5 separate regions of the Mus musculus genome follow, and all the other regions are linked to region 1. Evidence: chromatin contacts called from public Hi-C and promoter capture Hi-C data. All regions are on one chromosome and are shown on one strand. Each heading gives the region's core, a stretch centred on a gene start, on an enhancer-like site or on the middle of the called end of the contact. The rest is flanking DNA. Distances are from core to core; before and after follow the strand shown. Region 1 holds the start of P2rx1 (purinergic receptor P2X, ligand-gated ion channel, 1). Region 2 holds the start of Trpv3 (transient receptor potential cation channel, subfamily V, member 3). Region 3 holds the start of Spns3 (spinster homolog 3). Region 4 overlaps Ube2g1 (ubiquitin-conjugating enzyme E2G 1). Region 5 holds the start of Spns2 (spinster homolog 2).

Evidence for each region. Promoter capture Hi-C pulls out the DNA fragments that hold promoters and counts their contacts. Hi-C and Micro-C count contacts between places; a contact is called where the count stands out from the background. Capture Hi-C pulls out chosen DNA fragments and counts their contacts.
Region 2: a promoter capture Hi-C map of embryonic stem cells shows a contact between it and region 1, with 3 times the contacts expected there. The contact joins the promoter of Trpv3 here to the promoter of P2rx1 in region 1. A contact is called at or near these places in 2 of 39 promoter capture datasets (both in embryonic stem cells), 8 of 484 Hi-C or Micro-C datasets (embryonic stem cells and epidermal suprabasal cells), 1 of 115 datasets of contacts at active chromatin or transcription factors (stem cell-derived neural progenitor cells) and 1 of 9 other capture datasets (adipose tissue).
Region 3: a contact with region 1 is called in a promoter capture Hi-C map of pre-B cells. The contact joins the promoter of Spns3 here to the promoter of P2rx1 in region 1. A contact is called at or near these places in 17 of 39 promoter capture datasets (the 3T3-L1 cell line, 3T3-L1-derived adipocytes, the C10 cell line and 11 more), 17 of 484 Hi-C or Micro-C datasets (CD8 T cells, the G1E-ER4 cell line, the MNK3 cell line and 11 more) and 1 of 9 other capture datasets (liver).
Region 4: a Hi-C map of the G1E-ER4 cell line shows a contact between it and region 1, with 2.2 times the contacts expected there. The contact joins the enhancer-like site here to the promoter of P2rx1 in region 1. A contact is called at or near these places in 4 of 39 promoter capture datasets (hippocampal neurons, neutrophils, pre-B cells and 1 more), 3 of 15 datasets of contacts at CTCF or cohesin (the NIH/3T3 cell line, large pre-B cells and pro-B cells) and 5 of 484 Hi-C or Micro-C datasets (the 63-12 cell line, the G1E-ER4 cell line, embryonic fibroblasts and 2 more).
Region 5: a contact with region 1 is called in a promoter capture Hi-C map of liver. The contact joins the promoter of Spns2 here to the promoter of P2rx1 in region 1. A contact is called at or near these places in 4 of 39 promoter capture datasets (the C10 cell line, the HPC-7 cell line, liver and 1 more), 1 of 484 Hi-C or Micro-C datasets (the HPC-7 cell line) and 1 of 9 other capture datasets (liver).

What each region holds. Positions count from the first base shown.
Region 1 is chr11:72,995,638-73,000,927 of GRCm38.p6, reverse strand. It overlaps P2rx1 (purinergic receptor P2X, ligand-gated ion channel, 1), which reads right to left and starts at 1,783. Exons shown (of 12, transcript NM_008771.3): 1 at 1,477-1,783. The coding sequence starts at 1,613.
Region 2 is chr11:73,263,406-73,268,832 of GRCm38.p6, reverse strand. It overlaps Trpv3 (transient receptor potential cation channel, subfamily V, member 3), which reads right to left and starts at 1,313. Exons shown (of 18, transcript NM_145099.3): 1 at 1,171-1,313.
Region 3 is chr11:72,547,501-72,552,954 of GRCm38.p6, reverse strand. Spns3 (spinster homolog 3) reads left to right here and starts at 2,709. Exons shown (of 12, transcript NM_029932.3): 1 at 2,709-2,957. The coding sequence starts at 2,747.
Region 4 is chr11:72,668,265-72,673,219 of GRCm38.p6, reverse strand. It overlaps Ube2g1 (ubiquitin-conjugating enzyme E2G 1), which reads right to left. Exons shown (of 6, transcript NM_025985.4): 3 at 163-260. Among named protein-coding and RNA genes, the nearest start is that of Ankfy1, 19 kb to the left of the region's middle. Within about 2 kb of position 1,624, at least 15 of the 459 cell types and tissues checked have an H3K27ac peak or open chromatin away from gene starts, as enhancers often do. A contact at or near this core is called in the G1E-ER4 cell line and pro-B cells, where this site is marked.
Region 5 is chr11:72,486,598-72,491,370 of GRCm38.p6, reverse strand. Spns2 (spinster homolog 2) reads left to right here and starts at 1,451. Exons shown (of 13, transcript NM_153060.3): 1 at 1,451-1,945. The coding sequence starts at 1,576.

The sequences.
Region 1 (5,290 bases), core at 534-3,033:
GACTATCCCTTTTGTTCTGTCCCTGTGACAGTCAGACACTGCTCCTAGCCACAGTTCTGAAAATAAAGTAGAGAGCCCCTGGGGCCTGAGTAGGGACAACCATTTTGATCTCCCCAAGTGAGAAACAGGCTGGGCTTGAGTAGTGACTTCTCCTTCCTGAGGAACTAGCAAATAATTAATGGTGGACGTTTACGCCCCTCTTGTGCTCAGCAGGAGGCTACTGGTACCCATCAGAAAGTTTCCTGGAAACTTTGTAGGGAGTGGGAAATGAGGAGACAGAGCAAAGGTTCAGGGTTGATTTGCCTAGTGACCTAGAAATTCCAGGGCTCCTCTATGGGCCTTAGTCTTCCTCTTAAGCTTGACCAACTTGATTTGTGACCAAGACATAGCCTGAAATGCAGCTGAAGGATCCTGGCTTTGGCTGCACCTGACTAGCTCTGAATCTTAGGGCATCAGTGAGCAGAAGAAAGGCTACTCTAGGAACTAGATACTCCCAAGAGGCTAGTACCACATGAGTAACTCTTTGGGCTCTTAGTCCCAGTCCCCCCAAATGGGGATTTGCAGAGCCCTCAGAACCACACAACACAGGCAGGCAGGGGTACTGGGCGTTCTCAGGCTCCCATTAGGACCCAACCCTTTTACTGATCTCATAGCCTCTAGAGGCTCTTTTTAGTGTGACTGTAAGTAAGCATGATGCTCCTGACATGTGACACTTCTGGTACCCAGCTACCTCAGACCCAGGGCAGACAGAGACACAGCTGTAAGCTTGCGTAGCCAACCAGGTATATAAAACCACCGGTACATGGCTAAATATATAGGACATGGGCAGTCATAGAATACCATGTTAGCCCACACAACACACATGCAAACACAAGATCCTGCCTGGCCTGCTAGCCTTTGCATGGTTCCCAGGCTAGCCAGATAGCTGAAGGAGACCTGTGCTGCTCTGACCCTGTGCCAGGGAAGGAGATGTCACACTTGGGAATGGAGACTACTTCCTGCTCTGTGTCTCCATCAAGATGCTAAGTGTTCAGAATCCAATTGTCTTTTAGTCCCCCAGGGACCTGGATTTCCCAGGTTGTCCTTTGTTCTGACTGGAGAGACGGGAACAGAGCCTATGTTCTGGCGAGTAAAATGAGGCATTGCTTTGTTTCAGTTGCATGAGGAAAGTTGGAGGTGAAAAGGGCTCTTGCAGGGCGTGCCACTCACTCACTAGAAGGGGCCTTTTACAATGTCCTCAGGACCCACAATGGTGTTGCCCCTTGGTCACCATGCACCCAGAGTAGCGTGTCCTATCCTGCATTGGTGTCTCCATCTTGACAGTAGGTTAACAGGGCCTATTCCTTCTTAAGGCATGGAGGCTCACCAGGAGAGCTTTCCAGTGCTTGGAGAGATGAAGGGTACCCCAGAGCTCTGAGGATTGGCACATGTAGAAGACTGGTGCCCAAAGGTGTTGGGAGGGGGACTTAGACTCACCCAATGACGTAGACCAGAACCACCAACTGGATCAGACGGAAAATGACTCCCACCTTCTTGTTTCGTACCAGCACCATCCGGGGAGTGTCATACTCAAAGAAGAAGGCTGACAGCTCATCCTGCAGCCGCCGAGCCATGGTGGGCCAGAAGGGGCTCAGAGACAAGCCCCCCGCACGGCCTCTGTGGTCAAGGGCAGGCTAGCATCTGTGTCTACAGAGAGAGCAGTGGAGTGGCTGGAGGCTTCCCAGCCCCTTAAGAACAGAGCAGGCCAAGTGGGGCCAGAGTTGGAGGTTCGTTGGTGGGATCTGGGTTAGGAGGGAAAAACCCAGGGTGATCAGAGCAGCTTTTGACTGCTGGCAGGCAGTGGAGTACCGGCCAGTGGTGCCCCGTGAAATAAATTCCCAAAGATAGACAGAGGCGGAGCCAGTGAGGCCACCCAGGCCCAGCCCCACTACCCCTCAAGGCTCCGCCTGGGCCCTGCTGGGCCTCCGGAAACAGGAGCTGCTCTCCGGAAACCACCATGGCCACCAGCCACAGGGCCAGAGATAAAGCTACTGGCTACCCCCACTCCAGGAACCTGACAGGACAGAACTGAAGGGTCTCGCCAGGACAATCCCTCAACACTCTACCTCCATCCCCACCCCCACAGTCTCAGAGTAGACAGTTCAGTCCTGGGGACCTGCAGGAAGATGAACAGAACTGATGTCAAGTCCTGTAGCCTAGAGCTACCCTTGGACACTCCCTCTTCGTCAGTCCCTTCAAGTCCAAGCTTGGTCTATACCCATTAACTTCAGCCTCAGGCTGGCATCTCTATCTGCAACCTTGCTCTCCCTCTGTCTGACCTGCTTGACTGTACTCCTGACACCACTCCCATCCCATCCTTACCACCAGAACAGACAGGGAGGTAGACATCTAGACGAGACTAGGGTCACCTATCCCTAGGGAGTTCTGAGACCCAGCTTGGAAAGCCTGATATTAGGCAGTTGTGTCACTTGTTGAGGGCTTGGGGGCATTGTCTGGCTTTTCTAAGTCTGCTTCTTGTAAAGTGGGACAACATAACACTTTCCCCAGAGTGAAGAAGCCCTTGGGGGACGGTCCCAGAAACCTCCAGGACAGAGAACTAAAATACACTGTTGAATTAGGGTTCAGGTCCAATACAACCCTTGCCTTCCTCAATAGTAAAGCAGACCCTGAGCATAGGGTCCCAAGAACCTGATCAGGCTGGCTCACACTGTGCACCTAGGGTCAGAGGGAAGCATTCTCACCCTGGCCTACTAGAAGAACCAGCCTGAAGCACAGGTCTCCTTGGTAACCTTCACTGCTCTGCACCCCCGGCCAAGCCGACCCACGCTGAGTGCTGATAAGGAATCTTCTTCCTCATGAGCTACTAACAGGGAGCGAATGGCCCCTGGGCCTGGCACCGAACCCTTATGCAAACTGGGCTGCTTTCTGCATGTCCCCTCCCAGCACCCAGGACCAGCCCCAACCTCTTGAATAGAAAACACACACACACACACACACACACACACACACACACACTGACATTCCAGTAGGAACTCTCTCAACTGTCTGACGCCACTGAGCCAGGGTGGTGGGAACCACATCCTTCGCTTTTTTTTTCCTAAGGAGTCAGAGCTTCAGCAGGCTCTGTGACCTTACCCTGACCCCAAACAAAAGGGCATGTCCCTCTCCCAGCTGACTTCACGTGCAGCTGTTACAGCAGTAGGCCCAGAAATGAATTGTGTGTGATAGGAATGGGTGGGTGCTAAGACTGAGCCATCTCTGTGCCCGCCCCGACGATGCTTACGCCATATTCTAGAGAGGGACCTGCTCCAATTGAGGGAGAAGAGAAAGGATGGAGAGAAGAAAGGAAAAGGAAGGCAGTCATTGTCCAGTATGTTGCTTCATGCCACAGCCGCCCTCTCCCATACTCCTCTTCTTCTTCCCCCACTTCACCTCCTCCCTTCCTTTCTCTTTCTTTCTCCTTTTCTTCTTTCTCCCTATCCTCTTTCCTTTTATGTTTCCTCTTCCTCCTCCTGCTCTTTCCTCTTCTTCCCCCACTCACTCCATCCCCAAGAAGCCAGGTTTATAGCTTGTTAGATACACCCTCAGGCCTGTGTCTGGGCATCAGCCCTGTTCTCAGTCAGCATGGCAGAGAGGGCCACCTGAAGGTACTGAAAGACCCAAGGTGCCACCAAAGGCACAACTTTCTTTTCTTGATAATAACCCTGCAGAATCGAGCCAACCACATGAGACTATAGGGGTGGCTCAGCCGGTGCAAGCACAAGGAACTGAGTTTGGCTTCCCAACATTCATGGGGGCTCAGCAGCATACATCTGTAACCCAATGCTGGACTGGTAGAGATCAGCAGATCCCTGGAGGTCATGGGCCAGCCAAGCTCAAATGTGGTGCTCTAAGGTCAATGAAAACACCTGTTGCAAAAAAAAAAAAAAAAAAAAAAAAAAAAGATGGGGAGAGGAAGACATCTCATGTTGACCTGCAGCCTCCACACACACATACACACACACCCCTCCATATGCACACACTTCCAGATATTCGAGTAACACACACACACACACACACACACACACACACATCTCTTGCACTGGTTCACTCTTAAGGACAGACATCTTTTGGCCCTAGGCTTTGTTAGTACAGGTGGAGAGAACACATGTCAGAATTCTACACAATGGAGTTCACTGGCCTTTTCTTTACTATGGCCCTATAAAGTGGATGCTAGAATGCCCATTATACAGATGCAGAAACCAAGGCTCTGGAAGTTGAACACCTGGTCAAAGGTCATGGAACAAGAAGTTCTTGAGTTTGCTTGTGCATGGAAGAGAGGCTCCCCAAAGTCTAAGGGCTTGGCTCAGGTCCCACCCGAAGACTCCAACACTGGAGATCTGCCAAGCCTGCCTTATAAGCCCAAAGGCCGGGTGGCCAGCTCCAGTTCTGGGCCGGGCCTTGTAGGGAGACATGGCCCTGCTGCCAACGACTCGGCCCCAGGACAGCCTCCCCTGCTTGGCTAAATTTAGCGGCTGTGTGGGTATGGAGGGGGTCAGTGCCCATCCTGGAGCCAGTGCCCAGGCCTGGAGGGCAGCCTGAGTCCTCAACAGGGTGAGTGGCATTGATTCCTACTTATCTTCTTAGTCACTCAGGGTCTCTGGCAGTTCGACTCCCACACTGTATGGGTCTGCCCTGGTGTCCTCAGGGAGTTACCCCAACTCCCAACTGGCCCTCTGATGCTGTTGGAACAAAGCTCTTGACCTAATAGTCAAGGGGAGGTCTATGGAGAAGGCTGGGTACCAGCCATGGCCCCAGGCCTGGCTTCTCCCCATTGTCTGAATTTTCCAGACCTCTTCCCTCCCACTGTGGGTCATAACTAGGCTGGCGCCTATCCTTAGTGCCCAAGGCATCGTGGTCTGCTGGTCCACCTCCATTCTTGCTGTGTCTTTCTCCGCAGACCTTTTCTGTCCAATAGTAAGGGGCTCTGGCTGACATAGGTCCCTGTTCCCAATTCCATTACGCTCGCTGAAGAGGCTTGTTTCTTGGTCAGTTCTCAAGGTTGCCACCCCTCTATAGCCATGGGCAACACAGGTTCACTTAACCATTTCTATGACTCTTTCTTATTTATTTAAGATACAGTCTCATGCATCTTCAGTTGACCTTGCAGTAGGGAGTGACCTTGAACTTCGGATCCTTCTGCTTCCATTTCTCAAGTGCTGGGATTAGGACATGTGCCATCGAGTCCAGTTTATGTGGAGCTCCAGCTGTTGCATGTGGCAGGCAAGTTGCACTGCTAGCTCCTTCTTTT
Region 2 (5,427 bases), core at 64-2,563, 270 kb before region 1:
AGAGCCCTGGCAGCGAAGGGCTTGGCAGCAGGCTGAGCCACACTGTGAAGCCCTCGAGCAGAACTTGGAAGCTGAGACTGATGTCAGGGAAGCAGGGAGCAGGGAAAGGTTCTGGGTTACATAGGCAACAGAGCCTGAAGGAGAACAGGCCATGGGGACAAGAGAGACCGGTGACCTGGGGGAAGCTGTTATGAAGAGCATGGTGAGGGGGAAGAGGCTGCTAACCTTGAAGGATAGACATAGAAAGGCAGTGTGGACAAGAAGAGGTAATTCTGAAGTCAGGGGACCAACCTTAATGCAAGCCACCTCAGATAGCTTACTTAGCTATAGAAGTAACTTTTCAGCCCCTGCCTACATCTATCGCAGCCAAAGCCAGATAGGTATTTATGTTTCCTCTACCCAAAGCAATCAGTGGACCTGTGGGGCTAAAAAGACTTTGCTGAGTCAAGAGCAGAAGTAGACAGAGGTGTTCCTCATCCTCCCTCATCCTCTGGTTTCTCTCCTGAGAAATAGCTTGAGTGGTCGGTCCCCTGACACCAGTTGCTCCATCTTTCTTGTGCTAGGGCCATGAGTGTGGGCTACTCTGAACAGCTCGGGTGAGCGGGGGTCAGAGCAGTCTGGACTCAGGCTCCAGCAGCTATAATTAACTCCTGAGTCACCCTATATGCTTTGCTTTGCATCCTCACCTGCTGGACTCTCTCCCTGCCCTGCGATCCAGCTCCTTCACCCGAGAAATACCATGTCACACCTGCCAAGGCTCTGACACTGATTGAAGCAGCCTGTCCTAGGGACGCAGACCAGGCAGGGGCCAGAAGGAGACCTCCATAGCTGCTATCTCAATAACCCGTGAGTGCCTGGGCGTGGTCACTCTTCAGCGCTGGGATAGCTGCTCCCGTCTTAAACACCCATCACACTCCAGCCATGGAGATTCACATCCACCCCTAAGCTAGCTGAAAGAGACGGGAGCTTTCTCTTCCTGAGATTCCCAGAAAGTTCCTGGGCCTGTCAGAACCTGCATTATCTCCTCTGCCTGTTGTTAAAAGGAACCCCAGCTCTCCCCACACCTTCCTAGGACCCATGGGCAAAGGGCAGACATGGTCCAGAGGATTCCAGGCCCGCACTCTAGTCTTTCTGGGGAACACTAGCTTTCTCTGGGTGACAAGGATTTACCTGGCAGGTTCCAGATGGTGGTGGCAGTCCTTGCCTTGAGATCACCGCATGTCTGGGGCCCAAAACCCACCGTCGGGAAGGTGGCTGAGGTGGCCAGAGGCTCTCATCGTAGGCACAGAGATAGCTGACAGCTGGAATGAGGCATCAGAGGCAAAACTGGCTGGGCCACCTGCCCTCGGCATCAGGCAGGCCACACCCACCACCCACGTGTCCTGCGTGAGTCACCTCCACACCCACAGAACAGCCTCACCCCATAGGAGAAAAGGCAGGAAAGGTGCTTGTTGTGGCACAAAGCTATAGTCCCAGCCCTTCCCTCATACATTTGATCCTCAGAGGGTATTAATAGCATCAGTCTCCTCACTTGGGAAATGGGACCCATTACAGGGAACTTACTGATCAAGGCTGTCATGGAGAGACAAGATGGAGGTATAGAAGCTACATACGTAATCAAGACTACAACCAAAGGCTATCCTGGTGGCCAGTTGTAAGACTTGACCTCCATCTTTCAAAAATAGTTCTTGGGACCAAATCCCTCAGAAACAGAGGAAGTCCAATGTTTCCCAACAGATAACATGTATCATGGGTATTTGTGTGTGACAACCTCGCCACTTCCTGCCTCTGTGATCTTTGGCAAGTCATTTGTCCCAAGCCTGGGTTTCCTCACCTGTCAATCATACGAACCTGTATTGGAAGGTAGAGCATAAATGAGGGTGCAACTGAGGAGAGATAGAACAAGGCCTAGAGTGAATTCATTAACCTGTGACAAGCAGGTGTTACTGTCACAATATTTATTCACCCAGCAATAGTTTGTGCCACTGTTCTTCAAGGCCAGAGCACTACAGGAAAACTCTGTGCCCTCCCTACATGCCCAAATGGCTTCTGGGAAAGGGGTGGAGCATAACTTGACTCAGGAACTGCACATCTTCCGCAGGGAAGTTGTGTAGGCAAGGCACAACAGGTTTAGAATGGAAGTCCCTGCTCCGAGACAGTGCTGTTGGCTGATGCAGCAGGGACTTTCCCGACTGTTCCCAGGAGGCGGGATCCCAGATCCCTGATCACTACAACCTGCTAGGCCTGGGGAGGAGGAATGAGGCAGGGTCTAGCCCATGAGAGAGAAAGGCCTGTGCCAGGCCAGGGCAGAGTAGCTTCAGGTGTGGCTTCGGGAGGGCACACACCTGCAACTTGATCCATGGAAACCTGCAGTTGTGCTCATGATTCCTCGTCACTGTTCCAGAAACACCACCATCAAAGCCCTACCTTCAATTAAATGTGGCCTCTCTCTTCCTCACCTGCCCGGGCCTGACTCAGCCTTGGCCCAGGTTTGCTTCTGGTGTCTCAACATCCTGGATATGAGGCTATTCCCTTCTGATGTCTCAGCATCCTGGGCATGAGGCTATTCCCGGCTCTCTGTTGAAACTTTCCTTGCTTTCACACTTTTCTTTGGAGACTAACTTAAAAGCTCCTTGATCTCTCTCATCCAAAAGCATTCTCTATAACATCAGGGACTAGGGGAAGCCCCTCTACTCTAAGGGTTACCTCATGGAAACCCAGTGTAACACCAAACACTGGTCCACGATTCAGTGTCATGGAATCCAGCCATCGTGAGACACGATACATAGGAGGCCACTGCAAGACAGCAGTGAACCTGAGAGTGTTATCTCTGCCTTCAAAGCTTATGGACCAACCAGAAGACCAGCTCCAGCAGGGATCATTCCATCACAGGTGACAAGGGCCAACTGAGGTGAAAGGGACTCATCTAAAGGGAAAAATGGAGATTCAAATCAGAGGGAGCATGTGGGCTAGAAGTGGAAGAAAGAAAGCTTCATCAGCAGTGTCAAGACACCTAAGACCCCAGCTCGTTTCAAGGCCTAGGGTAATGTGTGAACTCAACAAAGTGATCAGACATGGGGCTCAGATGCAGTCCACTGAGTGACCCCAGGCTGCTGGCTCAACCCTGACCTCTTAGTGACCCAGAGTTGGGCTGGCCACTGGCCAGTCAGTGACTGTCACCACTATAATCTAACAGGGGACTGACCCGGCTGAACCGGTGGTACACGCTGAAGGCAGTGCTTCTGGCTACCTACAGGGAATCAAGCTTGTCTTTGTGAGCTCTCTATCTTGAGTCTTGGATCCACACAGCACAACCACAGGCCTATGCCACCGGAAGTCCCATGTCCTTCCTTCTACCTCATTCTCCAGCCCTTGCAAACCCAGCATTGCTTGCCTGGTCCTGTCTGCCATGTGGATTACCTGTAGGGTTCATTCAACTGTCCTCCACTACCAGGTTCCCAGTTCCTGGAGCAGCCCTGAAATGTACCATGCTCACTTTTCTTCAGCAATCTGAACTCTCCTTCCATATTGGGAAGAACATACAAGGAAGAGACCTTTCAGATATGGCTATCTATGTGTGGAAGAGGAGACTGGGCCAGAGCCTGGGGTGGGATGCAGGCAAGGAGAGAGAAAAGGAAGATTCTCTTTATTTCTGCCCCAGCCTGCTTTCCAGACGCCTGAACATCAGGCAACCTCTAGGTGTCTGCCATGATACCCATGTGTGCCTCATCCTGCTAGCTGAGGTCAGAGCAGAAGGCCTAGACAGCAGTCTGTCTGCAGAAGCCTTCCTCTGTCTGATGCCCAACACCAACAGAGGGTTCCCAGGAGGCGGTGAGCAAACCTGCCCAACTCTCTGCACCTTCTAGACTCACAGACTCATATCCGGGGATCCATCCCATAATCAGCTTCCAAACGCTGACACCATTGCATACACTAACAAGATTTTGCTGAAAGGACCCAGATATAGCTGTCTCTTGCGAGACTATACCGGGGCCTAGCAAACACAGAAGTGGATGCTCACAGTCAGCTATTGGATGGATCACAGGGCCCCCAATGGAGGAGCTAGGGAAAGTACCCAAGGAGCTAAAGGGATCTGCAACCCTATAGGTGGAACAACATTATGAACTAACCAGTACCCCAGAGCTCTTGACTCTAGCTGCATATGTATCAAAAGATGTCCTAGTCGGCCATCACTGGAAAGAGAGGCCCCTTGGACACACAAACTTTATATGCCCCAGTACAGGGGAACGCCAGGGCCAAAAAGTGGGAGTGGGTGGGTAGGGGAGGGGGGGAGGGTATGGGGGACTTTTGGTATAGCATTGGAAATGTAAATGAGGAAAATACCTAATAAAAAATATTAAAAAAAGAAAAAGAGGAAAAAGTCACACAAAAGTTTGTTTGTTTGTTTGTTTTACTTTCAACATTTCATCTGTTTCAAAATATTATTACAGCCAAAACAGTGGAATCAACGGCATATAATAAGCTATGCACACACATACACTTGTCAAGTTATGGGGAATGAAGCTTATTTTGGTAGGTAGTGTTAACAAAAATTAAAATTGCATACGTTAGTAACATATCTCAGTTTAGTACAAGTCTGACACGTTTTTTTGCTTTCCTGTGTTCTGCTAAATCACCATACCTGAACTGTTTTTAAATACTCAAATTTAATTTTATTCTCTTTGCCTATAGTCTGATTCCAAACAAAACTCTACATAAGCATCTCCAATATCCGGTCTATTTCATCATCATTGTCATCCAAATATGAATTTCAGTCCCTGATGAATCTGCTGCATGTTCTTCATAATCTGAAAAAAAAAATCTTCCCTTTCAGTTAATTCTTGATATTCATCTTGGTCTTCAGCCACTGGACTGATCTACCTCAGGGGTCCAGAGCAAGACCCCTCTAGCTCCAGGGGAAGAGGTATCCACTCCTAGAACAAAGTTCCAAAGGGTTCCACCCAGTTCTCAAGATAAAATCCCATAGCCAGCAGTGGCTGAGCCCAAATGATGTGACTCCAGCACCTAAGGTCTAAACTGTCTTCGGACGCTTCTGCATTATATCCATCAAGTCATTCTATCCTGAATCCCATGGGGATGGGTGTGAGGGGTTTCCCACTCATCAGAATGTGTTCAAGATATTCTGAATCATCTCCTAGAGCTGCTTGGAAAATTTAACCTAGAGACCAAACAGCTTGAAGAAACCCTAACTGGGTTACAACAATAGATGCCTTGCAAGAACTGTAAGACAACAGGTCAGTCTTTCCCAGTTTTCTTTCATAGGAGAGCTTGTCCGTGTATCAGACTGGCAACCTTCTTCCACCAAGTGCTGCCTCAAAGATGTGGGCATGAATGAAGTGAGGCTCAAGCTGCAGAGGGGATGGACCAAGTCAATCCCCTGTGTTCATGTGGTTTCCGGGGCACCCT
Region 3 (5,454 bases), core at 1,460-3,959, 450 kb after region 1:
TGCAAGCACTGTACCATTGAGATATAGCCCCAGCCATCTTTCTCTCTGACCTCTCTTCCCTCCCTCTGTTCCTCCCTCTGTTCCTTCTTTTCATATTGGAGATTGAATTCAGGGCCATGCACACACTACGACTATTACTCCACTCCTAGCTGCTTCTGTAGGTCTAGTCTTACTTCATATTTTCACTTTTATTTATATGCATATGTGTGCTGCTGCGAAGCTGGGTGTAAGGATATTTCTTTGAATCCCTGCTTTTCATTCTGCGGGGTATATACACGGAAGGCGCATTGCTTTTCATTCTGTGGGGTATGTACACGGAAGGCGCATTGCTTTTCATTCTGTGGGGTATGTACACGGAAGGCGCATTGCTTTTCATTCTGTGGGGTATGTACATAGAAGGCGCATTGCTGGATCCCATGACAGTTCTAGGCTCAACCTTTTGAGGACCACTAACCCTATCTCCTGTGGCTGCATCACCGACACTGCCCGTGTTTCAGCAGCCTGGCCCACACCAGTCATTTCCTCTCTTTATTGCCGTGGCTCAGTGGGTGTGAGGTGGTATCTCCTAGTGGTTTGGCCTTGCGTTTCTCTAAGTAATGTTGCATAGCCTTTCACAAGCTTGTTGGTCATTTGTGTATCTGTAGAGAAGCATCTACTCAAGTGCTTTGTACATTTTAAAGCCGGGTTGTCATTTTCTGACTTAACTTTTACTTAGAAATCATTTTAACGTACAGAAAGATTACAGTATAAGACCAGAAACACCATCTAACTTTTGCCTTAGGTTCATCTATTGCTAATGTTTTGCCTCATTTGCTTTACTTGACATTTTTACATGCTTGTATTTTATTTTTATTATTTTCGTGTGTATGCATGTGGAGGTCAGAAGACAACTTTCAGGAGTCAGTTCTCTGCTTCTATCTTGTTGTTCCCAGGAATTAAACTCAGGTAGTCAGCCTTGGTGGCAATCACCCTTAACCCCACTGAGCCATCTTTCTGTGCCTCAACCTTCACCCCTGTTTGCTTACTAACTCTAGGATCTATTAATGTTTTCCAGCACCACTTGAAAGAGTAAATCGTAGACACTGCAGCCCGCAGACACTTCAGATCAAGGGCATTTGTTTACATAACTAATGCTTGGCACCTGAGCGCATCGGACAGCTGTGAAGTTTTTTCCTGATCTACTTTCTGTACTCTAATTTTATCCATTCATCTGGCATCTGGCACTGTGCATTTCCCCTTCGGTACAGATGCCAGGCAAAGGCGGTGGTTGCACATAACTGTCAGATCTCTGCCCAACACCCCACAGCACCCTCCAGCCCCCACCCCTGGCTCTGAGACAGTGTCTTCTCACTACATAGACTGGACTGACTTGGACCTCTCTGTCTGTGGATCATGATCAGGCTGGCCACAGACAGTTGCCTGCCTATGTTTCCAAGTGCTGGAATTAAATGGAATTAAGGGCATGGACCATTATGCCTGGCTGTTAAATACTTTTAAAATATATTGTGTGCGTGTGCATGATGTGTGTGGAGACACATGTACCATGACACATGTATAGAGATCAGAGGACAACTTTGTGGAGTTAGTTTCCATCTTTACCTGGGATTGGGATTGAACTTGGGCTGTCAGCCTTACACAGCAAGTGCCTTTACCTGCTGAGCCATCTCATTGGCCTGTATGGTTACTCTTTTTTAATGTTGTTTTGTTTTGAGATAGGGTCTCATGTAGCCCAGGCTGGCTTTAAACTCACCATGTAGCTAGGGATGGTGAACTTGAACTCCTGATAGTCTTAGCTCCACCTCCCAAGTGCTGGAATTACAGGTGTGGGCCATCACTGATGGCTTTGTGTATTTGTACTTTTTCTACCCTTGCAACTGGCAATCAATTTCTACAGCTCCCCTGAGAACATCTCCCTAGACTTATTCCTTGTTGATAAAATTTATTTATTCTGTGTCTGTATGGATGTGAGTGAAAGTGTGTGTGTGTGTGTGAGAGAGAGAGAGAGACAGAGACAGACAGACAGACAGACAGACAGACAGACAGAGACAGAGCAGAGAGTACTCCTGTACCTGCACGTGCACTTGTGTGCCTTGGTGTATGTTATGTTTGGAGGTCAGAAGACAACTTTGTGCAGTTCTCCCCTTCCACCATATGGGCTCTGGGGATCAAACATATGTCAAGCAGGCCTGGTGGCAGGTACTTTCACAGGCTGAGCCATCTTGCCAGCCCCCATGGGTTAGTTTTACATAAGCTTGTCTCTATGTCTTCAGATATCTCTGTTATCTTGTTCCTCTGTGCAATTTCCTTACCATCCTGGTCAACACCTACCCTCCTGTATCTAACCTGGTTCATGGCTGTGCTAACGGCCCATCTTCTGCACAGGCAGGGCAGTTTGCAGTGAGCAAGGCTTGGGGACACTCCTCTCATTTCCTGTCCTAGGAGCGTCTCTTCCTCACTGCCCCTGCTGCAGCCATAGGCTAGATTGAGGGACCACAGAGTTATCCAATCACCAGTGCATGGCGTCTTACCCCAGCAGGGCTAAGAGGCCTAGAGTGATGAAATCCCACCAGTGTGGCTGCGCTGTGCTCAGCAGGAACCTGCGATGATAAGGTGTCTGGCAGTTAAAGGGGCAGCCTGTTGAGGTTGAGAGGCTGGGAGCCCACAGGAAGTGACTTGGTGGCAAGCTGATGTAGCTTTGTTCGGCACCCGTTCTGACAGAGAAGTTGCAGTTAGCACTGCTGAGGGGATGTCCACAGAGTGTCTCAAACCTCAGACAGGAGGGCCACAGAGCCAGAGCCTGAGCCAAGGTGGGCAGTATGGGGCCTTGGCTTCAGGTACGTGTCTGCCTCCCTCCACACCCGTCCCCTGGAGCCTGCCCCGCTGGAGAGCTTACTTGGCTGCAGCTGTTCTCTGTTACATCAACCTTCTGAATTACATGAACTGGTTCATCATCCCAGGTGAGCATGGGAGGGGTAGCGTGGGGCAGTATCTTCAGATACCCCCCTTCTAAAAGCCCACAACTGTGTATCCTTGGTGGCCTTCTTCTTCCAAGCCCTCGTACCTCTCTAGGAGCACAGCTCTGGTGGTTTCACCCCAGCAAGTGGTCTGCAGCCTCTCCTGAATGGTTCCAAGCCAGAACAGGGCACAATGTGTGTGGGGACAGGGGTGTTAGTGGGTAGATGGGACTGTGCTCTGCAGCAAAGGCGTTGCTTGCGTTCAGGATGGAGCTGCAGGCAAGGTTACGGAGGGCAGAGCAGCTTGGCCAAGCTCCCAAGTGAGAATGGCTCTGCCTGCACTGTTTCTGGGGCAGCCGGCTGCTGGCCTACCTTGCACAGTTTGCCTTTCTTCTTATTGGAAACAGGGTACAACCTGCTTCTGTGTTCTGTCTCTCACTTACGCACTCCTTTGTGTCTGGGCTCCACTTGTCTTTTCTCATCTAGTCACCCATTCATTCCTTCATCAGTTTATATTCAGCCCTTTCTTTAAAAAGACAGAGTGTGTATGCATGTGCGTGCACACATGTGTGTGTATGTGTGTGTGCCTGTGTGTGCATGCTCCTTCACTTTTATTTGAGCTTCAGATATTGAACTAAGGTTTCCAAGCTTGTTCAGCAAGCGCCTTCACAGGCTAAGCCATCTTGTCAGCCTTCATTTCTTTTTTGAGGCAGGGCCTCATGGAGCTCAGGCTAGATTCAAACTCGCTATGTAACTGAGAATAATCATGAACTGCTGATATGCTTGCCTTCACCTTCTTAGGGCCGGGATTACAGGCTTGCCACCACAATGCTTTATGAAGTTCTAGGGATTGAACCCAGGGTCTTTGTGCATGCTGGATAAGCACTCTAATAACTGATGTAGAGGGCTGCTCTGCCCTCCGTAACCTTGCCTGCAGCTCCATCCTGAACCCAACGCCTTTGCTGCAGAGCACAGTCCCATCCACCCACTCACACCGCTGCCCCCACACACATTGTGCCCTGTTCTGGCTTGGGACCATTCAGGAGAGGCTGCAGATCACTTACTGGGGTGAAACCACCCAGCCTCTTTTCTTTGTTTGTTTGTTTTTGAGACAAGGTCTTAAGTAAGATCAGGTTGCTTTTGAATTCACTATGCAGTTGAAAATGATCTTGAACTCCCAATCCTCTTGCCCTCTGTCTCCTAAGTGCTGAGGTTACAGGTGCGACAGCATGCCTAGCTGTTCTTTCATCATCCACTTGTTCCAGCTTGAGCACTGAGAACAGGAGCACTGAGAGCAAAAGTACTGAGAGCAGGAACACTGTGGTGGGAACACTGAGAGTGGGAGTACTGAGAGTAGGAGTACTGAGAGCAAGAGTACTGAGAGCAGGAACACTGTGAGTGGGAGCACTGAGAGTGGGAGTACTGAGAGCAGGAGCACTGAGAGCAGGAATACTGAGAGCAGGAGCACTGAGAGCAAAAGTACTGAGAGCAGACACTGAGAGCAAAAGTACTGAGAGCAGGAGTACTGTGAGTGGGAGCACTCTGAGCAGGAGCACTGAGATCAGGAGTACTTTGAGCAGGAGCACTGAGAGCAGGAGTACTGAGAGTAGGAGTACTGAGAGCAGGAATACTGAGAGCGGGAGCACTGTGAGTGGGAGCACTGAGAGAATGTGCCTCTGGTAGGACCTAGGAGAAACTCAGATGTGTGGTTCCTACTGCAGGGGCAACTGACTTACAGGGCTCAGAGAATTGTTTACCAATAACGACCATGCAAGGCAGAGAGGCAGGGAATGGTGCAGATGAATGGAGTCAGGCAGGCTGGGAAGCCTAGGTGAGTAACTGCCACTGCTGGCCATGACCAAAGCCCCAATGTTGGGCCATCAGCTATGTATTTAGAGTAGCTGGGAACCTCTGTAGAATGAATGGGAGTCTGGGGTCTGCAGACATTATCAGAGCAGGGCTGTATCTTTGAGCAACTCAGAGGGGCACAGACCATGTGCCCAGCTTGGTCTGAAGTGAGACAGAGTGGGGTAGGTGCCAGCAGGGCAGCCCTGAGGATGAATGACTTCAGAATTCATACATGGGAAGCGTTTGACCCGGGCCTAAGGGTGGGGATCAGAGACATGTCAATCAAGGCAGTACTGATCAGAGGAGTCAAGGGGTAGTGGGGAGAAAGCGGGGAAACAATCCCCCAGAGGGCGTTTGGTCCAAGATCACAGGCTTTTTGAATGCCAGCCTGGGGAGCTTGTAATTTCTGGTCCAGGCAATGGGGAACCATGTGGGAGAAAACCTTAAGTAGGAGAACATAATAGGATTTGGGACCTTGAAAGATGCAAGATGGGCTGGGGAGGTCATTTCAGAGGCTGCCAAAGGGGACCAGGCTGAAGGTGAGGAGGCCAGAACCTGAGTATGGGATGAGGGGCATGGAGGAATGGGAGGGGAGAAAGGCACAGGGCTACCAGGAGGTGTTACTGTGCAGCCTTCCGAGCCTTAGCCATAC
Region 4 (4,955 bases), core at 375-2,874, 330 kb after region 1:
AAAAGCAGGCAGGCTGGACCTTTGTATTGAGTCAATTACGAGACCATATGCACACAAAAAAACAAACATAAAATCACTAAGCACTTTTACTGAGGTAGCTGTGAAATCTTTAGTGACAAATCATTATATTTGCAAATGTAAAAATAAAATTAGAAAACTCACCATTTGGGTGCCAAATCTCTGTAATGAATTTCATTTTAGGAGGCCGGAGGGGATAATCTTTTGGGAAAGTGAGATGAGCCTTAAAAACACCACCTTCACTGAAAAAAATAAAAGAAAAACCAAGTTCATGCATTTAAGTTACTCTTTACAAGTCACTCAGACACATAAAAGGGTACGGAAAATAAAACAACAAAAAGGTAGACAAAAAATTAGTTTCCTGAATACAAATATGCAGTTTAACATACCACTATAAATACTGCTTTGTTAAACTCTCAGGTAGTTAGTAAAAATAAAAGGAACACTGGAAACAGGTGTCCAGATCAGATCACTGGTGATATGGTACAAGTCTTTTCAGTATATGTCTTCAAATGAAATTCAGGAAGTTTAATCTTGTCTGCATGACTCAAGTTCCTGAATTTTCTATATCGGTTTCAAATGATCTTTCTTCTCTGCTCTGGCCATACCCATCAATCTCTTTCTCATCTTAAAATTTAGGCATATATTTTGTGATTTCCCTCTCTGGGATCAGATTGCCACACTTCTTTTATCTAATTGTTTGTTCATTTCATCATATATTAAAACTTCATTAAAAGGACAGTAATAAATTAAAAAGATTTCCCAAAGAGGTTTTATACTACTGACTTTTCAGAGTAGAAATACTGCAATACTGATGCTCTATGTCTGCACTGTCTAATATACTACCCAGTAACACTCTGAAAATGGGTTGTGTCCTGGTTAGTTTTTATTATCTACTTGACCCTAGAACCACCTGAAAGGAGAACACTTCAATTAAAGAATTTTCTGGGTCATATTTGTCTGTGATAATGTCTGTGAAAGACTGTCATAACTGATGACTGACATGGGAGGACCCAGTCCACTGTGGATAGCAATCCCTGCGCAGATGAATATATGAATGGTAGCTGAAGACTACAGAGATTATTCAGTTGTTAAGAGCACTTATTCTTGCAGAGGATGTAGGTTTGATTCCCAGCACCCAAATGGCAGCTCACAACTAACTGTCCATACAGCTAAAATAAACCAAGTTGACCTTAGAACAATGATTAAATGGTGACAGTGTCGTGGAATTCTAGCACCTGATATCTAGTTCAACATTATCCTGAACTACACAACAAGACCCAATCTCAAAAGGGTGTGTATTAGACTGATAAGATGGTTCAGGAAACAAAGGCACTTGAGATACAAGCCTGACCCCTGAGCTCTATCACCAAAACCCACTTAAAGCTGGATGGACAGAACAAACTACAAATTTGTCTTCTTGCCTCTTTATCTATGCTGTGGAGCACATGCCCACAGACACATTATGCACACTCACACTAACAAGTAATTTTTAAAAGATGGGGAAAGATGTTTGCACACTGACATAAAAATAGAAACACAGCTGTGGTCATGGTCAAGTGGTTAAGGCAATGGATTTGAAATCCTTTTCTCCATGCACTGGTTCGAATTCTGCTGACTATGTGCTGGTATGTTTACGCTCATGTGTAATGTTAACACTCAACAGAATGCTGCTCTTCATCCCTCAAGTTTGGAGAGTCTCTAGTCACTGTGGTTATGAGCTGCGAGGGCTGTGGTGAGGGACTGTGAGTGGAGCTATTGTTATATATGTATATTTAAAGGGGGGGAAGGGGTTGAGAGATGGCTCAGCGGTTAAGAGCACTCGCTGACTGCTCTTCCTGAGGTCCTGAGTTCACAACCATCTGTAATGGAATCTGATATTCTCTGGTATGTGTGAAGACAGCTACAGTGTATTCATAAACATAAATTAAATAAATCTTTAAAAAGAATATAGAAAAGAAAAAATGACAGAGTTCCTATCTCAAAAGGGGAAGGGAAAAAAAAAAAAAAAAGCCAGGCTCTAAATTGGTGGCCATCCTGGTTTCCAGAATGAGTTACAGGACAGCCAGAGATACATAGTGAAATCCTGTCACCAAAAAAAAAAAAAAAAAAAAATCAATCAAATAATGACGATGACAGCAGCAATAATAACAACAGGAACAACACATTACATGTAACAATGATTAACTGTAGGATGTAAAACATGGGACCCTTTTAACTTTGTGCTTTGCACATTTCAGTACAGATTGAAATTTTAATTATAAATATTGTTTTTCAGACTGACTGATATTCCAGAAGACCAGACTTCAATTCCCAACACCCACATGGAAACTAACAAGCATCTGTAACTCTGGTTCCTGGCTATCAGACACCCTCTTCTGAACTCCATAGGCACTGCATGCACAGGGTCTATCAACACATTGTGTGTGTGTGTTGGGGGGTGGGGTGGGGGAGTTGCAGGCCATGCTATTAATATCAAATATTTCCAAATAGTAAAGAGGTAAGCTGAGGGTTCAGAGCATAAAAAGAAAAAAACACACTTGAAGTAAGCAGTAAGAAACAGTCCATAAAAGATTAAATGGAAAAATGGTAAAGAATGTGCACAATGAAGGGGATAATTTGATGAGAAAATTAACATTTAAATATGGGAAGTCTGTGTATGCCTGGCAACTCAAGGTGATTCCCTTAAGTTCAAGGCCAGCCTAAGCCAAATAAGAAAGACCGTATCAGCCTGAGAAAGAATGATCTTTTCTCTTGTTTTTAGGGGTGGGGGGATTAAAAGAAGGTTGTACATAATACAAATTAAGGGTTTTAAAAAGGGAAGAAAACTAGGTCCTAAGACAATGGGAGGAACTAGCAGAAAGACAACTAGGAATAGGGGTCCTCCTCTAATACATAGCAAGGTATTCAAGGCTAGCCTGTGATACATGAGACCCTGCCTCCAAATAATAAGTCATCAGAAATTAGCTAGAAGTAGAAAAAATAAAGCTAATAAAAAGCATAACCATGGAGAAGGAATGATGTAAGGCTGGAGAAATGACACAGAGGTTAAGAGCACTTACTGCTCTTGCAAAGGTTCAGTTCTCAGCATCCGCATGTGGCAGCTCACAGCTGCCTATTCCTCCAATTTCAGGGGATCCAATGCCTTCTTCTAGCCTCCAGGGGCACCTGCACCCACATGATGTTCATATAACTCATTCAGACACATGAACACAATTTTTTTAAAGTCTTTTTTTTAAAGCTCTCTTTTCTTTCCCATGGAAAGGTGAACATAAAATGTAGCACAGGTATCAAGAATTAAAAAGAAAGTAATTAGTTTCAAAGATAAGCATTTTATAATTAGAGTAGAAAATAAGTAGATAGAATTTGAGAAAGCTATAAATCCAGGAAAGAGCCAAGAATGTATGTAAAAGGGCATTAGAACAGCCTCCACAAAATCCCTGCAACTTATTTTTCCAAGGTCACTTCATTTTGGTTGATTTAATTCATTCAAAAGCTTCACAATATCTGACTGGAATTCTTATGCTAAAAAGTTGCCATTACCCCTCTAAATTATTTATAAGTAATTGTCAAACTTACTTAATAGTGTTGCCCTAAAATTTTAAAGCAGATGTTTTTCTATTTTTCTAAAAGTTCCCAAAATAATTATGCTAGTTCTCCATTTTCTTAATGGATTCCTCTACTTTACCTAAGGACCATCTACCTGCTCTTCTCCCACCCTAGAAAACACCTTGCTTAGTGGCAGCAAATCTGTGAGTATACAAACTTTAGAAGTGAAGTTAGCACAAAAGAACTAAAAAATGCATAGGGTAAAAATAACAAAGTAGATAGACTGTATTTATTATTTTTCAAACATAGAAAGATGTGACTATAGGGAAGAGAAAAACATTAAAGTAGCAGTGAAGTAAAAATATTTCTCCATGTACAAAGTATTAAAACAATTAACATGATGTTAAAGAGTTATATAAGCAACTGCTGAATATTTGAAAAACCAAGGTCATATTTCTGGCACAAAACCTCCTTTTACTATTTTTGTAAATTAAATCACACAAGTCTTAACTGGGTATGGCACATGCCTATAATTTAGCACTGAAAAGTGTGAGGCAGGAGGCCTATTCAATTTAAAGTAACCCAAACTACATATCAAGAACCCTTTTCGATTTTTTTAAAAAACTATACTGGGACTCCAAGTCTGTCAGTCGTCCAACACTTGCCTAGAGATCTTGGTCCTTTCTTTCCAAACATTACACACAAAAGAAGTTACTTGGAGGAAGGGGCTTGGGTCAAGATAGGGTTTCTCTGTATAGCACTGGCTATCCTAGAATTCTCTCTTTAGACCATGCTGGCCTCAAATTCAGAGATCAGCTTGTCTCTGCCTTCCAAATGCTGGTATTAAAGCCATGCACCACCACACCTGGCTAAGAAAATCTATTCTTGGCAGCACTAGAAAAATTCAATATTGGATACAAGATTAATAAAAGGAAAAAAAATGCTAGGTGAAGATGGGTAAAATAGCATGTCTTAGTTAGGGTTTTACTGCTGTGAACAGGCACCATGACCAAAGCAAGTCTTATAAAAGGCAACATTTAATTGGGGCTGGCTTACAGGTTTAGAGGTTCAGTCCATTATCATCAAGGCAGGAACATAGCAGCATCCAGAGAGGCAAGGTACAGGAGGAGCTGAGAGTTCTATATCTTCATCTGAAGGTGGCTAGTAGAAGACTGACTTTCACACAGCTAGGGTGAGGGTCTTAAGCCCATACCCACAGTGACACACCCACTCCAACAAGGCCACATCTCCTAATAGTGCCACTCCCTGGACCAAGCATATACAAACCATCACACTACATAAATACTCAGTAACTATCAGTCTTTTTGTTTCGTTTTTCAAGATGTTTCTCTGTATAACAGCCCTGGCAACTATCAGTCTTAAAATAA
Region 5 (4,773 bases), core at 202-2,701, 510 kb after region 1:
TGCTTTGTCATCCGTTGGCTATGCCATGACTCACTGTGGTTGACACCTTCACAAGATGTTCCTGTTGTGGACGTGGGCTCTGGAGCAGCCTGCACTAGCAAGATGATTTCAGGGCCCTGGCTTCGTACCAACCAGACCATTGACTAGTTGTCTGTTTATGACGGGTCACCTTGGTGACCTGAAGTCTGTCTGTGAAACAGACAGAAACCACTGGATATCTGAGGGGCTGAATTAAGTCTCCCCTGACTCTCTCATTTGAACCAAGGGTTTGGCACATACTAGGGAGAACATGCTATACTGGGTTTTAACTTCTTTCTTTCCTTTTACATATTTATTTATTTAGAGACGTGTTGGCCTGGACTCGCTGGCCTGGAACCTCGGAGTTTCACCTGCCTCTGCCTCCCAAATGATGGACTTACAAGAGAAGACTGTTCTTTACACAGAAGCTACCTAGCCATTCTCCAGAACTGACAACCCCCCCCCCCCCAACGTGCTCAACTACCTGGACTATATTCCCCCAATAGAAACAAAGACCCAGAAAGATAGAGGTTTCGTCCAATGTTAAGCCACACGCAAGAGCAGATATAGGCTAGGATCCAGCTTTCCAACTTTCACTAAGGGTTTTGGGGAGATGGTACCCCCCTCAAAGGCTTTTTCTGCTCCATCCCCTCTCCTTCTCGTTTGTCTGAGATTGGATCTCTCCTGACTCAGCCTCCCAAACGCTGGGGTTACAGGTGTAGGACACCCTGCCTGGCATTGAGGAGGCCCTCCTGGTTCTTTTGGGCTCTAATCCGAGCCCTGGTTCTCACAAGCTCCACTCTATGGGGGGTAGAGATATGGTCAGAGTGAGCCCAGGTCATAGCATGGAGGTGCTTCTCTATAGAGGAGAGCAATGGACCTTCATGAGGTCTGTGTCCTGGGTCCACCAATCATGTTTCTTAGGCAGCGCTGCCTAAACAGACTGAATTAAGGTGAGTAACTGTTGGAGTCAGCTCTACAACAGGTTCCCCAGTTTTGACCATCTGAGACTTTTTTTTTTTAATGCGTAGCTTAAGCCATGGGCCTTCCTCGGCCTCAGCCAGGGGTCCTCTCCCATCGCAGGGGCAGGGTGGAAGTTGAGTAGGGTCTGGGGTACCCTTCTTCCCTCACCTAAATCCTAATCGGTGCTGCAGCTCCCCGCAATCGCTTCCTGATCCCCGAGGGTTCCGTGGCCGCAGCGCTACTGCGTGACTTGCGCCCCCGTCAGGCGGGTGGGGCTGTGCGGCCAGGCGCCCCCGCACCCCCCGGGGCAGCACGTGCGGGGCGGGGCTGTGGCTTGAGCCCGGAGGTGATTGGGCACACGAGCTTGGTGGGCGGGGCCGGCCGCAGCTGTCAGAGCCGCCGGGGCCGCGCGTCTCACTGACTGAACAGTAGCAGCGGCGCAGCCAGGGCTGGAGCCCGAGCGCAGAAGCGGACGGGCCGGGCCGGGATGGTGCAGCGGCGGCTCCGCGGCGCGCGCACGCACTGAGCGGGCCCGGGCTGGGCCTCGCGTCCCCCGAGCCCCCCGCGCCCCCCGCCGCCCCGGCCCGGGCCGGCATGATGTGCCTGGAATGCGCCTCGGCGGCGGCGGGCGGCGCGGAGGAGGAGGAGGCGGACGCCGAGCGGCGGCGCCGGCGCCGGGGGGCGCAGCCAGGGGCTGGAGGTAGCGCTTGCTGCGGGGCGCGGGGTGTTGGGGGCGCTGGAGTCGTGTCCGCCGACGAAGAGGTGCAGACGTTGTCCGGCAGCGTGAGGCGGGTCCCGTCCGGACTCCCCAGCATCCCCAGCACCCCTGGCTGCGCAGCAGCTGCCAAGGGCCCCAGCGCGCCGCAGCCCAAACCGGCCAGCTTAGGCCGAGGGCGGGGGGCAGCTGCTGCCATCCTGAGTTTAGGCAACGTGCTCAACTACCTGGACAGGTACACTGTGGCAGGTGAGCAAATGCCCCATCTAGCCCGAGGACCAGGGCCCTTCCATCCCAGATGCCCTAGGGAGCTTTTGGTTGCCAGCTCCCTAGATCCAAGCCCTCTGGAGAGTCCCTAAGGACCCTCTGTTCAAGCGATGCTTTGGCGTTCCATGGGTCCAATCCAAAGCACCCCACGCTCCCCGTGTTAGGGATTGGTGGAGTTTCCACCCCTGGAGCAGCTTGTGAGCCTTCGCCAAGCCCTTGACGGCTCATCCGTTGTCCTCCCAGAGTCTCCTCTGCGTCTCTCTTGCCTTATCGCCTGTGCGCCCCCTTCCTCCACAGCCGCAGGTTCCCCGGCCTCTCCTCCTTTTCCCTTAGTCCAGGCCGTCTGTGCTTGCACGGCCCGTCTGTTCCTTCTTTCCTCGGTCTCAGCCACCCCCCTGCATGCGTGCGGCCAGTGTGTGCGCCTCTTGCGGGTGTGCGCCAGGCAGCCGGAGTGTGCGCGCGCGTGGCAGCGCGGATATGTGTGTGTGAGCTTGTAAGCGCGTGGCTGACAAAGGCTCGGGCCTGCGGGGAGCCGAGGGAGGGGCGGGGCGGGTCCGTGCCGCCTGGGGACCCAGGATGCGGTTTGCAGCTGGCCCTGGCTTGAGGCCTGGAGACGCCTCCTTCTGCTCCATGGCGCTTGGAGCCTGGAGCAGGGCATAGGCCTGGGGGCGGGGGCTGGGGGGGTTGGTCTAAAGAGAGGCAGCCTCATGCTCCTTGAGCATCTCTGCGACTCAACCCCAGGTTTGAGACTGAAATGGATACAACTGGGTTTCTATCCTGAATGTGCTTAATGTGTGTGTGACCTTGGGCCAGTTTCAGCTTGTGTTTAGGTCTGTTTCCGTTTGTGAATTGATTGATCCCTGGGCCTCTTAGTGTGGATGTGACTCTGGGATTCTATTCTGCTGGCGTCTCTCCCTGTCTTCACAGGGGTCAAGACGTAGGGACCTGTCCTAGAGCTGGCCCTGCCTGAGGATAATGTAGCTTTGAAAAGAAACACTGGTTAGGCTGGTCTCCGGGGCTCCCGGTGGAGGAGTGCAGTTGTGTGTGTGTGTGGTGGGGGGGACCCAACATTCTATCCCACAACCTAATATGAAAGAGGGGAGAGGAAAGGGGAAGAGAGATGATTTGGATATTTTGTGCCTCACTAAAGAAAACTCAGGGATGATTGGGAAAAGAGAGCCCTGACATAAACCACACAACCACATGCCACCTGGGTACTTGGGTGTTCTTTTGGGGGCCTTAGTCTTTTCCTATCTTGGATAGTTTTGTGTCAAGTGGAAGGAAAGAACTCTGCCCCTCTCCCACCTTGCATGTACACCCACCCACCTGCTCTCTGTCCCTTCCTGGGGGTAAACATGAAGTAGGTGCCAGTGGCATCAATTTTTGGGTCAGGCTGTCCCAAGAGACTGTTCCCTTGCTCTAGTAAGCAAGAGCATGGTGTACCCTCAAGTGTGCCAACCTACCACGCATACGCATGTGATGTGCTGCCTAGGGCTCAGGGTGTTAGGTGCCCACCCTGTGAGGACAAGCCAGAGAACATTGGAGGCCCTCACTTTGCAAACCAGGCTCTTTCCAGCTGGGGGAAGTCAGGCCCTTGGTTAGCCCTATCCAAGATTGCCCAGTGAGGTGATCAGCAAAGCAGGTGTTAGACTTCCCCTTTACCCCCACCTCACTCCCAGCCTGGCCTGAGTCTCTTCTCTCTCTTTGGAAGTATTGTTGTGGCTTTTAGTTCTGTCCTGGTCGTTTTTTATTATGGCCTCAGGCCACTTCTTCTGAGGTTCCTAGAGGAACCCATGGCCAGGGGGGCAGAGAGGGGAAGGTAGGATCAAGGAGTGGGTTCTTATCTACCTTTGCCAATACTTGGGTCAGAGCGGGAGAATTAGATAGCAGATTTCTGGTAAACTGATTGGGGCAGGGGGCAATGCAGTTGGGGAGGGAGGCCTGGAAGGCTCTGGACGTACACTGCCTGAGCTGTGTATCTTTCAGTGTCCTGCCCAGGGTTGTAAGCTTGTGCACTACCCCCACTCCACCCCCACCCCACAGACATCATTTCCTCTCCGGATAAGCCTGCCTCCCTTTCTTTATGATGGCCTTCCCTCCCCCTGCCCCTGAGTTCAGTTTTTAGGAATATTTACAATCTCTATGGTGACTACCATGGCTTTCAGGGTCTTGTGCCAGGACCCGAGTCCACCTGTTGTCTGCTGGTCCTGCTGGGAAAGAGGCGGGCATGTAGACACTCTGCTGTGTGGGGCACTTTTGATGTTTGTGCCCACCTGACCCCTAAGAACCTCACAGTCTGGCCCCAGCAACCTCATCAAAGCATGGGGGAGTTTCTGCTTTGCTTTATATCCCTCCTGTACAGTTCTGTTTGCTCATAGCATAGCCAGTTCTGTCCAGAGGAGCACAATGCAAGCTACATACGAATGCCGGTTTTCAGACAGAAAGAGAGCAGGTGCAATTAATATATTTTATGTGTATGTGGGCACGTGTGAGCACGGGTTCCTGCCGGTGCACATATGTATGTATGTGGGTGGGTGGGTATGGAGTCGGGAAATCAGTCTCAGGTGTGGTTCCCCAGCAGCGCCCCACTCTGAGTCAGGGTCTCTCATTGGCCTGGAGCTTGCTGATTGGGTTAGAGTGACTGGCTAGTGAGTGCTCTGGAGACACCTGTCTCTTCTCCCCAGTGCTGATTACAAGTGCTCTTGTGAGCACAATAGCATGCTGTTGAGTTTTAAAACTATTTACTTTAGTTTGCCTGTGGGTGGGTGTAGAGGTCAGAGGACAACTAACAGGAATTGGGTTTCTCCTTC